2 separate regions of the Oryctolagus cuniculus genome follow, and region 2 is linked to region 1. The links are chromatin contacts, called in public Micro-C maps. All regions are on one chromosome and are shown on one strand. The core of a region is the stretch at or near the end of the contact, and the rest is flanking DNA. Distances in the headings are between cores, read along the strand shown. Region 1 holds the start of NPC2 (NPC intracellular cholesterol transporter 2). Region 2 holds the start of FCF1 (FCF1 rRNA-processing protein).

Evidence for each region. A called contact is a pair of places that touch in the nucleus more often than the background predicts.
Region 2: a contact with region 1 is called in a Micro-C map of ear pinna, with 3 times the contacts expected there. The contact joins the promoter of FCF1 here to the promoter of NPC2 in region 1. A contact is called at or near these places in 2 of 6 Hi-C or Micro-C datasets (ear pinna and embryonic fibroblasts).

Annotation. Positions count from the first base shown.
Region 1 is chr20:20,585,150-20,591,192 of mOryCun1.1, reverse strand. NPC2 (NPC intracellular cholesterol transporter 2) reads left to right here and starts at 3,952. Exons shown (of 4, transcript XM_002719582.5): 1 at 3,952-4,297. The coding sequence starts at 4,213. ISCA2 (iron-sulfur cluster assembly 2) reads right to left here and starts at 3,880. Exons shown (of 5, transcript XM_070065269.1): 1 at 3,668-3,880; 2 at 3,362-3,464; 3 at 3,155-3,270. The coding sequence starts at 3,738.
Region 2 is chr20:20,783,418-20,789,907 of mOryCun1.1, reverse strand. It overlaps FCF1 (FCF1 rRNA-processing protein), which reads right to left and starts at 4,560. Exons shown (of 8, transcript XM_002719647.5): 1 at 4,485-4,560; 2 at 4,154-4,221; 3 at 2,710-2,781; 4 at 1,522-1,670. The coding sequence starts at 4,487. AREL1 (apoptosis resistant E3 ubiquitin protein ligase 1) reads left to right here and starts at 4,549. Exons shown (of 20, transcript XM_070065274.1): 1 at 4,549-4,660.

The DNA.
Region 1 (6,043 bases), core at 2,703-5,202:
ATCACATCTAGCCAAGTACTTTAAAATTCACCCTGTGTCAGAGTGCCTGGTCTGAGTCCTGGCTCTGCTTCTGATCTGGCTTCCTGATGATGTATGTCACAAGGACCAGAGCTCCTGCCATTCCTGTGTAAGACCCAGACTGAGTTCCAGGTTCCCGGCTTCAGCCTGATCCAGCGCTAGCTGTTGTGGGCATTTGGGGAATGAATCAGCATGAATATTCAAACAAAAATAAAATTCACCAAAACTTACGGTTTAAAAGCTTTTCTTTCAGTGACCCTGAAGTAGGGTTGCCTGATATAGCAACAATACAGGATGGGGGCCGGCACTGTGGCGTAGCGGATAAAGCCGCCGCCTGCAGTGCCGGCATCCCATATGGGCACCAGTTCAAGTCCTGGCTGCTCCACTTCCGATCCAGCTCTCTGCTATGGCCTGGGAAAGCAGTAGAAGGTGGCCCAAGTACTTGGGCTGCTGCACCTGGGTGGGAGACTAGGAAGCAGCTCCTGGCTCCTGGCTTCAGATCAGCCCAGCTTCAGCCAGTGCAAACATTTGGGGAGTGAACCAGTAGAGGGAAGACTTCTCTCTCTCTCTCTCTCTCTCTGTAACGCTGCCTTTCAAATACATACATAAATCTTTAAAAGAAAAATACAGAATGCTAGAGGCCAGCATTATGGCAGTGAGTTCAACTACAGCTTAGGACACACACATCCCAATTAAAGTCCTTGCATTTCCACTTCATTCCAGCTTCCTGCTAATGAATACTGGGATGCAGCAGAAGCAGACGATGGCTCAAGTACCTGGGCCCTGCCATGCATGTGGAGCACCTGAATGGAGTTTGGGGTATTTGGCTCTGGTTTGGCCCAGCCCTGGTTGTTGCAGGCATTTGGGGAGTGAACCAGTGGATGGAAGTTCACTCTCTTTGTTGCTCTAATGAAAATATTTTAAAAAAATATATAGGGGCCGGCGCCGCGGCTCACTAGGCTAATCCTCCACCTTGCGGCACTGGTACACCGGGTTCTAGTCCCGGTCGGGGCGCCGGATTCTGTCCCGGTTGCCCCTCTTCCAGGCCAGCTCTCTGCTGTGGCCCAGGAGTGCAGTGGAGGATGGCCCAAGTGCTTGGGCCATGCACCCCATGGGAGACCAGGAGAAGCACTTGGCTCCTGCCATCGGATCAGCGCGGTGGGCCAGCCACAGCGCACCGGCCATTGGAGGGTGAACCAACGGCAAAGGAAGACCTTTCTCTCTGTCTCTCTCTCTCACTGTCCACTCTGCCTGTCAAAAAAAAAAAAAAAAATATATATATATATATATATACACACACACACATATAGGATGGGGCCGGTGCTGTGACGTAGTGGGCTAACCCTCTGCCTATGGCATGGAAATCTCATATGGGCACTGGTTCAAATTCTGGCTACTCCTCTTCTGATCCAGCTCTCTGCTATGGCCTGTGAAAGCAGCAGAAGATGGCCCAAGTCTTTGGGCCCCTGTATCCACGTGGGAGACCTGGAAGAAGCTCCTGGCTCCTCAGCTCTGGCCATTGCAGCCATCTGAGGCATGAACCAGCGGATGGAAGACCTTTCTTTCTGTCTCTCCTTCTCTCTGTAACTATACCTCTCAAATAAATAAGTCTTTTAAATATATATATATGTATATGTATATGTATATGTATAGAGAGAGAGAGAAGGAGGATGTCCAATTAAATTAGAATTCCAGATAAACAATAAATAACTTTAGTATGTTTTGTGCACTGAGGCATACCCATACTAACCAAAATTACTTGTTCATTTGAAATTCAAATTTAACTGAGCATCCTGCATTTCATCTGGTAACCCAGTCTAAAAAGGTCCCTATGTATCTATTATCTACACAAACCAAGAACCACTTACTGCTATGTAGAAACCAGAGTCAGTTTACATCATAAGTGAATTAGCATATCCTAAAAATAGTCAGTTGCTGAACCTTGACAAGTCTTTATGAGTATACAGTAGGGAGGAGTTTTTCAAATAATTCAGCTATCAGTGGAGGGTTGGTCCAAATGTCCTGGGTGATGAGCTCTTGGTTTTGACTCCTGGAGCAGAGTAAAATGCACCTGCCCTCTCCTGTCAAATGGGAAGTGGAGAATGGGGCACATCTCGGAAGGAAGAGAACATTTCATTTGCTTTTCTCACCCTGTCTAGCCTAGCAACTGGTGTCCAAGCTGCCCAACCTAGGACCATAATCCAAAACACACGAAAATGAGGCCTTTCTTTAAAAGGAGGTTTTTATACATAGCTATACACATATGTACAAGCAGCTTTGAGGCCCAGAGAAGTGCTTCCAAATGATGGAGTCTTGGACAGTCTATCCATTATACATTAAACCACTATTGTATTGGGGATGGGGGGGCAGGGGTGGAATTTAGTCAAGAGTAAAAGCTCACATTCTGAAATAACAGTGGCAAAACACAACACTCTTGGATCCTGCATCGAGGGAAATAAAACTGGAAGAGGGACATGATTAGAAGGCTACCTCCAGAATTCTACCAACCCAGGCTCCTCCGTCGGCAGCGCGCCTCGGGGCCACCTACGGTCCCATCACAGCTTGACAGAGAAGGATGACCCACAGGAACAGCCCTGCTGTGCCTGAGGATTGTTCAACACTTGAAACGAGCTCCGGATCAGTTCTTGGCTGAAGTCCACCTGGGCCCCTTTCACGAAGGCCAGGCTATCAGAGTCCACCACCACTCTGGCTCCACCCTGCTCAAAAACCCTGCAGAGACAGCAGGAAGCCGTGAAGGAGCCTCACCCAGGGGTGCAGCCCAGGGGTGCACAGTCCTCGGCTTTCCGATCGCGTTAGGCACCACCTCCCTCCAACAGGGGCTGATTTTCTTAGGAACGCTGGGAAACGCTCAGGGACTGAAGCCTGGAATGCAGCCCAGCCTGTCACGCTACTGTGGACCTGGGCGGGCCCATTTCCCCCACTATAAATCAGCTACACTGAATCAAGACCAACAATTCTTGCATCCTCACTGTGTGAGAAGGGCGGTGCTAACCACCCTTAGGGAACTCTTCAAAAACAACGCAAACCCTTTACGCTCGGAATCAGAGTGCACCTTAAACTGGACACACTCTGTCCCTCCCGCGCGTCCGCTGGGGGCCCGTCCCCTTCTCCTTGCCTGTCGTCGGGGTTGATGACCGTGTCCAGCGAAAACTTGTACTGGAATCCGGAGCATCCTCCTCCCTCCACCTCCAGCCGGAGGAATTCTGACCCTTCGGTGATTTCCAGGAGCCTCTGAAATTCAGGAACCGGGATCGGAAACGCCGGCCAGCGGAGGGAGAGGGCAGGTGCGGGGCGGGCTCGGCGTCGCGGGCGACCCCCTTACCTGGACGCAGCTGTCCGTGAGTCGGATCTGCCCTTCGCCAGCCTCGGGACCGGAGGACGACGCTTCCCGACGCGCCTGAAGTCCCGGAGAGGCCGCCAGGAGCCTGCGGCGCAAGGGAGGAAGACGAGTCCGGGAACAGAAGGACGCCTGGCGACCCCCGCTGAGGCAGCTTCACGCCAAGCCCCGAGACCCCCACCGGCACGGCTTCACGCCACATCCTCGCTTCCCCCTCCGGCCTCAGTTTCCCCTTTCCCCCGGAGGCGCCAGACCTAACGTCCACCCCAAGTGCCCTTCTAGCCTTAGTACCTGCCCCTCGGCCAGCGGGCGACAGCTTTCAACGCCGAGGCCGCTAGCGACAACACGCGGGCAGCCGCCATCTTGCCCCCAAGAATCCCGCCCCTCGCACCGCCTTTATCACCGCCTTCGTCCGGGTCTCGGAGGCGGAGAGAATACGCCGGAGGGTGGAGCCTCGCTGATTCCCCGCCCCCCGAGCGTGCCTATTGGGCTATGCAGGAGGAGAAGGGGTTTGATTGGCTAAGAAATGGTCCCGATTGGAAAGCAGGGGCGGGCCAAGAAAACTGGGGCGGAGCGCTCAGGGGAGGAGCTGGGCAGGGCGGAGCTGGGACGGCGTCCTCCAGTGCTCTGAGCGGACCTGATGGGCGGGACAGCGAGCGTCTGGGCCCGAGCGCTCGGGGCCTGGCTCCCGCGGGCGGGGCCCGGGCGGACCTCGGCCTCGTCGCTGGTGACCGGTCGCCTGACGGGGCCCCTCCCCTGGCCCGCCCCATCAGGTTTATCTTGTGACCGCGGCGTCCACTCCTTGCTTCCTCGAGCCTAGAGCCTGGTTAACCACCATGCGCTTCCTGACTGCTGCGTTCCTGCTCCTGGCGCTCGGCGCCGCCGCGGTCCAGGCCGAGCCGGTGCGGTTCAAGGACTGCGGTGAGCCCCGGGCCGGCCCCAGGGTCCCGCCCCGCGCTGCCACCTCAGGCTGGGTTGGGGTGGGATCCTCGGACGGCCAGGCTCAGCCTCGGACCCGGGGGCTTCTGGGGGGAGAACGTGCTGGCCTCGAGGCAACTCGGCCGCACACAACTTTGTGTCTCTCCTTGGGACGCGTGTTTTGGGGTCCCTGGGCCTCTGTCCTAAGTTTCAAGTTTGTGGGGCGGACAACAGGTCGGGATCCAGGGGGTGAGGGTGCAGACTTCCTCCGGCTTCTTTTGCTTTCTTATTCCCTTTTGCTGACAAGACGCAAGTCAGTTCCCCTCCTCTGTTCTATTCTTACTACTGAGGGCTTCCCCTGTCACACATTCTCGGGATTCTAAGTCATTTTTTTCCTCCTACGAAATGCATCGCGTTTCCAGTCGCGGCTTATGACCCTCAACTGCCTCTCGCGCTGCGGTCGCACTCTGTTGGAAAATAACAAAGGGGGCAGTGGACGCATCCGGCCATGGTCTATAGAAGTCATTGTGGAGACTGACTCAGTGGTGTTGGGAGGTGGGGCGGAGCGGGGGGGGGGGGGGGGGGTGGGGCGTGAAAGGGACGGGAAACCGATCTTGCAGAATACCTGAGCAGGAAGGAGGCTTGGAGCTCTTGTAGTCAATCATTGACTTCCTGCCTCCTTCGCTAACTTACCCGAAGGCATAGGCAGAAGAGAACCGGAATATGCCGAGAGCAGTCCCTGCTCAGTAGCTAGGAAAGAAGTACAAAACGTTCCTGGGAAAGGTATTATAAAAAATAAATAAATAAATTTAAAAAAAACTATGCATGGATTTCAAAAATGTTTGCACCCAAACTATCTTTTAATTGCTGTTTTCCCATGCAGTTTTTTGAAGTGCACTCATACGTGTTGAAAAAGTGAATGAGTGAGTGGGTACTCTTTCCACGGCATCTTCAAAATGTGTGTGGAGACATAAGTAAAATCCTGGGCTGGGGCAGGACTGTCTAAGGACTAGACTCTGCCGGGCCGTCCCACCCAACTGGGAGGCCGGCACTTGAAAAATGCTATTTTTGCCTCATAGTACTGCCTTTTCCTCCACTAAACTCAGTGTCTATGTGTGGAGGAAGACACTGTATTAACTCATCCGGTCCTTAGACTCTGTTACAGATGAGACTGAGGCACTAGCCCATGGGAGCCAAGTAAGCAGTAGGAAAGTGGTAGGTCTTTGTGAGCTTCAGGTTTCTGAGGGAACATTGAAAAAAACCAATCCAGAAGTCGTTAGTCATTTGAAAGGGGAAGGTACACACCTGGGGGAAGAATTTCTCCAAGGGAAGGGGGCGGCTGCTACAGATTCTCAATTTACTTTCGAATTAGGAAATACAAGGTGACAACATCCGCACCCACATCAAAAGTCTCTGTGGGACTTCCCCTGCTGTGAGATTTCCTGAAGTGGTGGTGCCCGCAGAGCCTCTTAGACTTCAGTTTTGCAATGTTTGAGGGTACAGCTAAGGAGTTTGTTCTGGTGGCATTTGAAGTCCAAGAACAACATGGTAGCTAAAAACCAGGAGGAAAGGACTGTGAGTGGCGCCTTTTGCTTCGTTCCTGCCGGGTCACGGGACCTGTGCTTGCAAGAAGCGTGTAGAAACCGGACAACTCAAAGCCTCCACATCAGCACCGATTTCTAACAGGTTGTTGATTCAAGGTCAGCATAGATATAGATAGATATTTTTTCCTGTCCACAAATGATGGGA
Region 2 (6,490 bases), core at 3,311-5,810, 200 kb before region 1:
TGCAGTGGAGGATGGCCCAAGTGCTTGGGCCCTGCACCCCATGGGAGACCAGGATAAGTACCTGGCTCCTGCCATCGGATCAGCGCGGTGCGCTGGCCGCGGCGGCCATTGGAGGGTGAACCAACGACAAAGGAAGACCTTTCTCTCTGTCTCTCTCTCTCACTGTCCACTCTGCCTGTCAAAAAAAAAAAAAAAAAAAAGAGAGAGAGAGAGAGGGAGACACAGATCTTCCATTCTCTGATTACTCCCTAGATCACTGCCATGGACAGCAGTCAAGATGCCCACATCTCATGTCAGAGTGCCTAGTTTCAATACTTGGCTCTGCTTATGACTCTGTTTCCTACTAATGCAGAACCTGGGAGGCAGATGTGACGGCTCAAGTTTTGGGTTTCTAGCACTCATACGGGGGATCTGGATTGGGGCATCAGGCACTGGAGGCTGTTGCAGGTATTTGGGAAATAAACCAGTGAATACAGGAGCTCTATCTCAATGTGTCTCTCTGACTCTCAAATAAATTTTTAAAAAATTCTGAAGAAAGGGGCTAGCACTGTGGCGTAGCAGGTAAACCCGCTGCCTCCAGTGTCAGTGTCACATATGAGTGCCGGTTTGTGTCCTGGCTGCTCCACTTCTGATCCAGCGCTCTGCTGTGGCCTGGGAAAGCAGTGGAAGATGGCCCAAGTCCTTGGGCTCCTGCCACCCATGTGGGAGACCCAGAAGAGGCGCCTGGCTCCTGGCTTTGGATTGGTGCAGCTCTGGCCGTTGCGGCCAATTGGAGGTGAACTTGCGGATGGAAGACACCTCTCTCTCTCGCTCTCTCCTCTCTCTGTGTAACTCTTCCAAGTAAATAAATAAATCCTTAAAAAAAATTCTAAAGAAGAATATGTATACTGAAAAACAGAACAGCTTTTCATTTATCCGCAACTTAAAAAATCTAGATTTCTGGGGCCGGCACTGTGGTGTAGCAGGTAAAGCTGCTGCTTGCAGTGCCAGCACCCCATATGGGTGCCGGTTCTGATCCACCTCTCAGCTATGGCCTGGGAAAGCAGTGGAAGATGACCCAAGTCCTTGGGCCTCTGCACCCACATGGGAAACCCAGAAGCTCCTGGCTCCTGGCTTTGGACTGGTGGAGCTCCAGTCAATTGGGGAGTGAACCAGCAGATGGAAGACTTCTCACTCTCTCTGTGCCTCTCTTCTCTCTGTGTAACTCTGACTTTCAAATAAATAAATAAATCTATTAAAAAAAATCTAAATTCTAAAATAGAAACTCTCCCACCTATGTTCAAAATCAATGTCCATAATGATGATTAAAGCACTCTGTTTTCTGAATTGTGAAAGCTTAATTATTCCCAGTCAAGGATGCATTAATTTCAATTTATTGAGAATGATCACTGCTGTAGTGGCCACTGCAGAATAAATGGACAACAGTCCAGGTGACCGGAAGTCCACACCCCTCTTCATGTATTTGGATACATATGATTATGGTAAACAAATGCTGCAGAAATATAAAAGTATAATACTCACACTTGGCATACAGACAATCCATCATTGATTGTATTAAGTCCAGTTTGGCTTTAATGGAAAAGTTGATAAAGTTGGTATCAACGAGGATGTGGTAAGGTGGGCCCAGCTGAGTGTTATATTGGAAGAATAAGCAGGAAGGGTGCTGGGGGCTGATGGAAAAAGAAATTAAGAACATCAAGTCACGTCCATTTGGCACTTTGGCGCATCAACAAAAACAAAAAAGCAAGTCTCTGGACAGGGTACCACAGATAAAACTTTCTCTTGTTCATTGAAAATAAATCCTAAAAAGGCAAGGAAGGAAATAACAGCATATCTTAATCTCAAGTTCACTTGCACACTTCATATGAGTTCCTGTATCAGACACAGAACAGCCATGGGTACAGGGAGGTAGACCACAGCTGTCATGGTGAGAATGATGCTACCAATTTGCCGTTCTCACAGACTCCTAAAAGGGTTGTATGGAAGGTGACAGGGCTTGCCCAAAGTGAGGGTTATACACTATACATGGCAGGGTCTGTTTCTCATCTGAAAGCTCAAGATGTTGGGGCTGAATCTGAGGGTGAATCTGCGTTGAATTTTTAACAGTAGTTTATGGACCAGTACCCAGCCATGATGATATATCCATCATCAATGAACAAAATGAAATACTTATTTTAAAGCAATAATCTTTATTCTAAAAATAAATCCTTACTTTCTTTTGGTTATTCAGTCTCTCTTTTATGCTGGTGTGTTAAACCACAATTTAAAAAAAAAATTCTTGGCAATAAAAGAAGTTAATAGGGTTACATTATATTCCCAGGATTTTAGGGGTAATTTTGCTGCTCCCCGAAATATTGAAACCTTCAGGGGCCTGCACTGTGGTGTAGTAGGCCAAGCCTCAGCCTACAGTGCCTGTATGTCATATGAGTGCCAGTTCGAGTCCTGGATGCTCCACTTCCCATCCGTCTCTGTTATGGCCTAGGAAAGTAGTAGAAGATGGGCCAAGTCCTTGGGCCCTTGCACCCACGTGGGAGACCCGGAAGAAGCTCTGGCTCTGGCTGTTGCAGCCATCTGGGGAGTGAACCATAGGATGACCTCTCTCTGTAGCTCTACCTCTCAAATAGATAAGCAGGGATTTCTAAGAGGCCTGTGGTTCTGAGAACATCGCTTCAAATTCCAAAGGAAAACCTGAAGCTTCTGGTTACTCACACTTCTCTTTCCTTCAGTGCACTGGGGTCCTTCTTTTCCTTCTTCTTAGGTTTTAATCTATCCTTTTCTTTACTAAGAAGAAAAAAGCACACAGTAGTTATAATCTCATTCTACCATTTTTTTTTTTGGTACACAGAAGACATCCTACTTTGTAACTGCTTTACGTTCACATCAGCATACATTTTCCGAGCAAATCACCGCAGTGGGAAGCAGCCTGGAAGTCTCAAAACTAATCAGTACAGCCAGGATTCCATAAAAACTGTTAACAGGCCAATACAATTGATTATGTTATCTTTTTTTTTTTTTTTTTTTTGGTTAGGAGCTCTCATAACAAGGATCAAAACCCACAGCTAAGCAGCAGGGAAACAGGCTGACTTTTATCTTACCAAGACTCAGATCCCGTATAAGTTGGAGGGGAAAGGATTCTCCCATAAGCCTCTTATAAAGGCTAAACCTTAACAATGCATACACAAAAGTTAAATGTTAGGTAGGAAGAAAATATTACTGATGGGGTGTCATTCTTAAAAAATGACATAATAACTTCACATTAAAGGCAGGCTGAGGAGCCGCCACTGTGGCGTAGTGGGTAAAGCTGCCTCCTGCAGTGCCAGCATCCCATATGGGCGCTGGTTCGAGTCTTGGCTGCTCCACTTCCAATCCAGCTCTCTGCTATGGCCTGGGAAAGCAGTAGAAGATGGCCCAAGGCCTTGGGCCCCTACACACACACATGGGAGACCCGGAAGAAGCTCCTGGCTCCTGGCTCTGGATTGGTGCAGTTGCGGCCAATTGGGGAGTGAACCAGCAGATGGAAGACCTTTCTCTCTCTCTCTGCCTCTCCTTCTCTCTGTAACTCTGACTTTCAAAAAGAAAAATCTTAAAAAATAAAAAAAGGCAGGCTGAGAATACTTTTGAAGGCTCTAAGGACTATTCTCTTGTTCGGAGTCTCTTAAACTCACTGACGCAGTTATTTAGGTCTTCTTTGTGACAGGGACTACTACTGCCCTCTCTTCCAAGGTGATCTGGATTCCTTTACGATTTATAAAACGGAGAACTTTCCCATTCTCTTTAAAAAACATTTGAGGGTCAGATGCTGGAGACCCAAGACAAATATGTCCTCTGACCTCACCATCTTTCAACATAGATCAAAAACGCATTTTCCCCCTCTGGGGAACGTTGTGCTGTAACAAGATAAAGATTCGCACATCGACCTCTCACAAAACTGTTAGCATCCTTAAACGTAATGTGGCACATAATACAACAAGGTGTTCACTCAAGAAATGTTTAACTCCCAGGTCTTTCCCAGTGTAACTGTGTGACTACTACCCCATGAGAATAAATCTAAGGCAACAACATTCAAAGTAAAAACAAACAAAACACAAAAGCTTTTCCTACTTCTTCCCCCGTACCGCTGGCAACTAAGACCCAGCTGATTGCGGACACTTACAGCCTCTCATCTCTTAGACTAAGCATTCGCTTCATGGTCGCATACTTCCTTGCTTTCTTTTGCTTCCCCTTGAAACAGAAATCGTAAAGTTAAAAGAGTTGGAAACGCACTGCATTTTGAAAAGTCCCTTCTTTTTTTGTGTCCATTCCCGTCCCCTCTTCCCGCGAACACACCCCTCTCCCCATTCGCTAAGGCATAACCGGTTCCGCTCGGAGGATTTTTAAAGACCAGAATGAGCACAAACTAGGGGAATGCGGGCGAAATTTTGCCAAGCACAGAATCCCTCCGTACAGTAGCCTCAGACAACCCAGTCTTGGACCCCCTCCCTTACCATGCTCTTGCCGTACTCTTGGTTCTTCCGGAATCACCGATAGCGCGACACTTTTACGTCATCTGCTACTGTTTCCGGTAAAGGGTAGCCCGGAAGCGGAAGTCACTTGGGAAACGGAAAAGTCCCGAGCCGGCTTGTCAGACCCGTCGGAAACCTGTGCTGGGGTTTTTTAAGGGGTGAGGGTTGCTTGCTAGTGATCTACTGCTGGGTGTTGCTGTCACCTTCCAGGACACCAGGGCTGCCGCTTCGCCGCGCTGCCACCCCCAGCTCGGGTAACGTTTCTCTCCAGCCCGAGGTGGAGCCCAGATCTGCCTGCACCAGGGTTCCAGGAGGAGGGAGCACAGGGTAGGGAGGTCGGAAGCCTGGGTTACCCAGTAGTTTTGGGAAACACATTCTCCTTGTTCCCCAGTGCTCGGCATCAAGTCTCTGCGGTGCAAGCCTGTGGCTTTGGTTGCTAATCGGTGCTCCCAGCAGGCCCGGTGCTTCGTACCGCTAGGTGGGCGACCCTCCGCGAGTGGACACCGCGCGTTCGTCGCGGCAAAGAGGGGTGAAGCCGCGTTTGAGGGTCTTCTTCAGGCTGTCACTGGACAGTTGAGGATTAGCCGGCGTGTGTGCCTGCTGACCAGGCCGGGAAGACGGTGGGAGACGGTCGATATATATTATGAAGCCGTGGGGTACCTAACTTAAGGGGAAAGAGAGACTTTGTGAGAACAAAAAGGGAAAGATAACTTGCTTTTTTAAATTTTCCTTTTTCTTGAATACCTACCATGAGTTGCAGCGGTTCTTAACCTTTTAAAGATCGTATATCCTTTAAAAGTCAGTGGAAAGGCAGGGACAACTCTTTTAAAAATGGGCTTGCATACCCACCGTGGGTCCTCTAGGTCTGTAAACTTGAGCTTTAAAAACCTTTGTCCTGTACGTGTAATTTACCTTCTCTGACCTTCACAATCACTTAAGCACCGTCCTTTTGCACGTGGAGAAGCTGGGGCCCAGACTTGGTCTGTTTGGATTTAGTTGAACCCAAAACCCATTCTTTATTATTACACGGTGCTATCCTGGTGGTTGGAGGCCAGAAAAATTAACAGATAGAAAAAAAGGTGGTGTATTGGTTAACATGAACTTTCTAGATTGATGGGGATGGGGTCTCTCACAAGCTGTATGTCGTTGAGTGGATTAATCTGTGCCTCAGTTTCTCCATCTGTTAAATGGAGATAATTATAGTAGTCTGTGCCTTACAGGAATGTCATCAGGACTTAGGGTAAAATATGAAGTTCACAGAACGCGGGCTACCACGAAAAAACCCTTCCAGTATTTCCTGTTAGCGTTGTGTATCTTCCAACGTAGAGGAGTGTGGTTAGGGTTGGAATTTTATGCTAGTTTTTTTTTTTTTTTTTAAATATAGTTGATCTATTTTGGAACCTGAAGGTGGTGATAAACCTTGGAAACCTTATTAAGTTTTCAAGTTTCGAAAGCCTTGGTTGCAGGGTGGTTTCTTGGGTTGCTTTGGGAGTAGACTGCATTCTTCCCGCTTCTTTCTCTTTTGGGCATGTGTTCAGATAGCTTCATAGTTCACATTTCTGTAGGCTCTGAATTTTGCTGTTGAAGTAGTTTTCTTATTGAAGCATCTGCAGATACTGTATGTATCTGTTTGAGGTTACTGGAGTTCCTGACTTGGAACGGCTTGTCTCTGCCAGCCCATCATTCATGAACAGAGCTGATAGCAGCCACTTTTTCTCATGCATTTGGATGTCTTTTGTGATTAGGCAACACATTTTTTGCAAAGGTGGTCACTTTTTTTTAACATTAGTAGACTGATTATATAAAGGTTCAGAGGGAAAGTTGTGTATAATCAAGTAGTAATTTGCATTTGAATTATTTCAGCCTCTGTTGCCCTGCTTTGTGGTCTTTTGGGGTGTGAACCAGCAGATGGGGGTGTGCTCGCTTGCTCTCTCCTTTCTAAATCTGCCTTTCAAATCTTAAAAAGAAAAAAATAAATTCAGGCATTG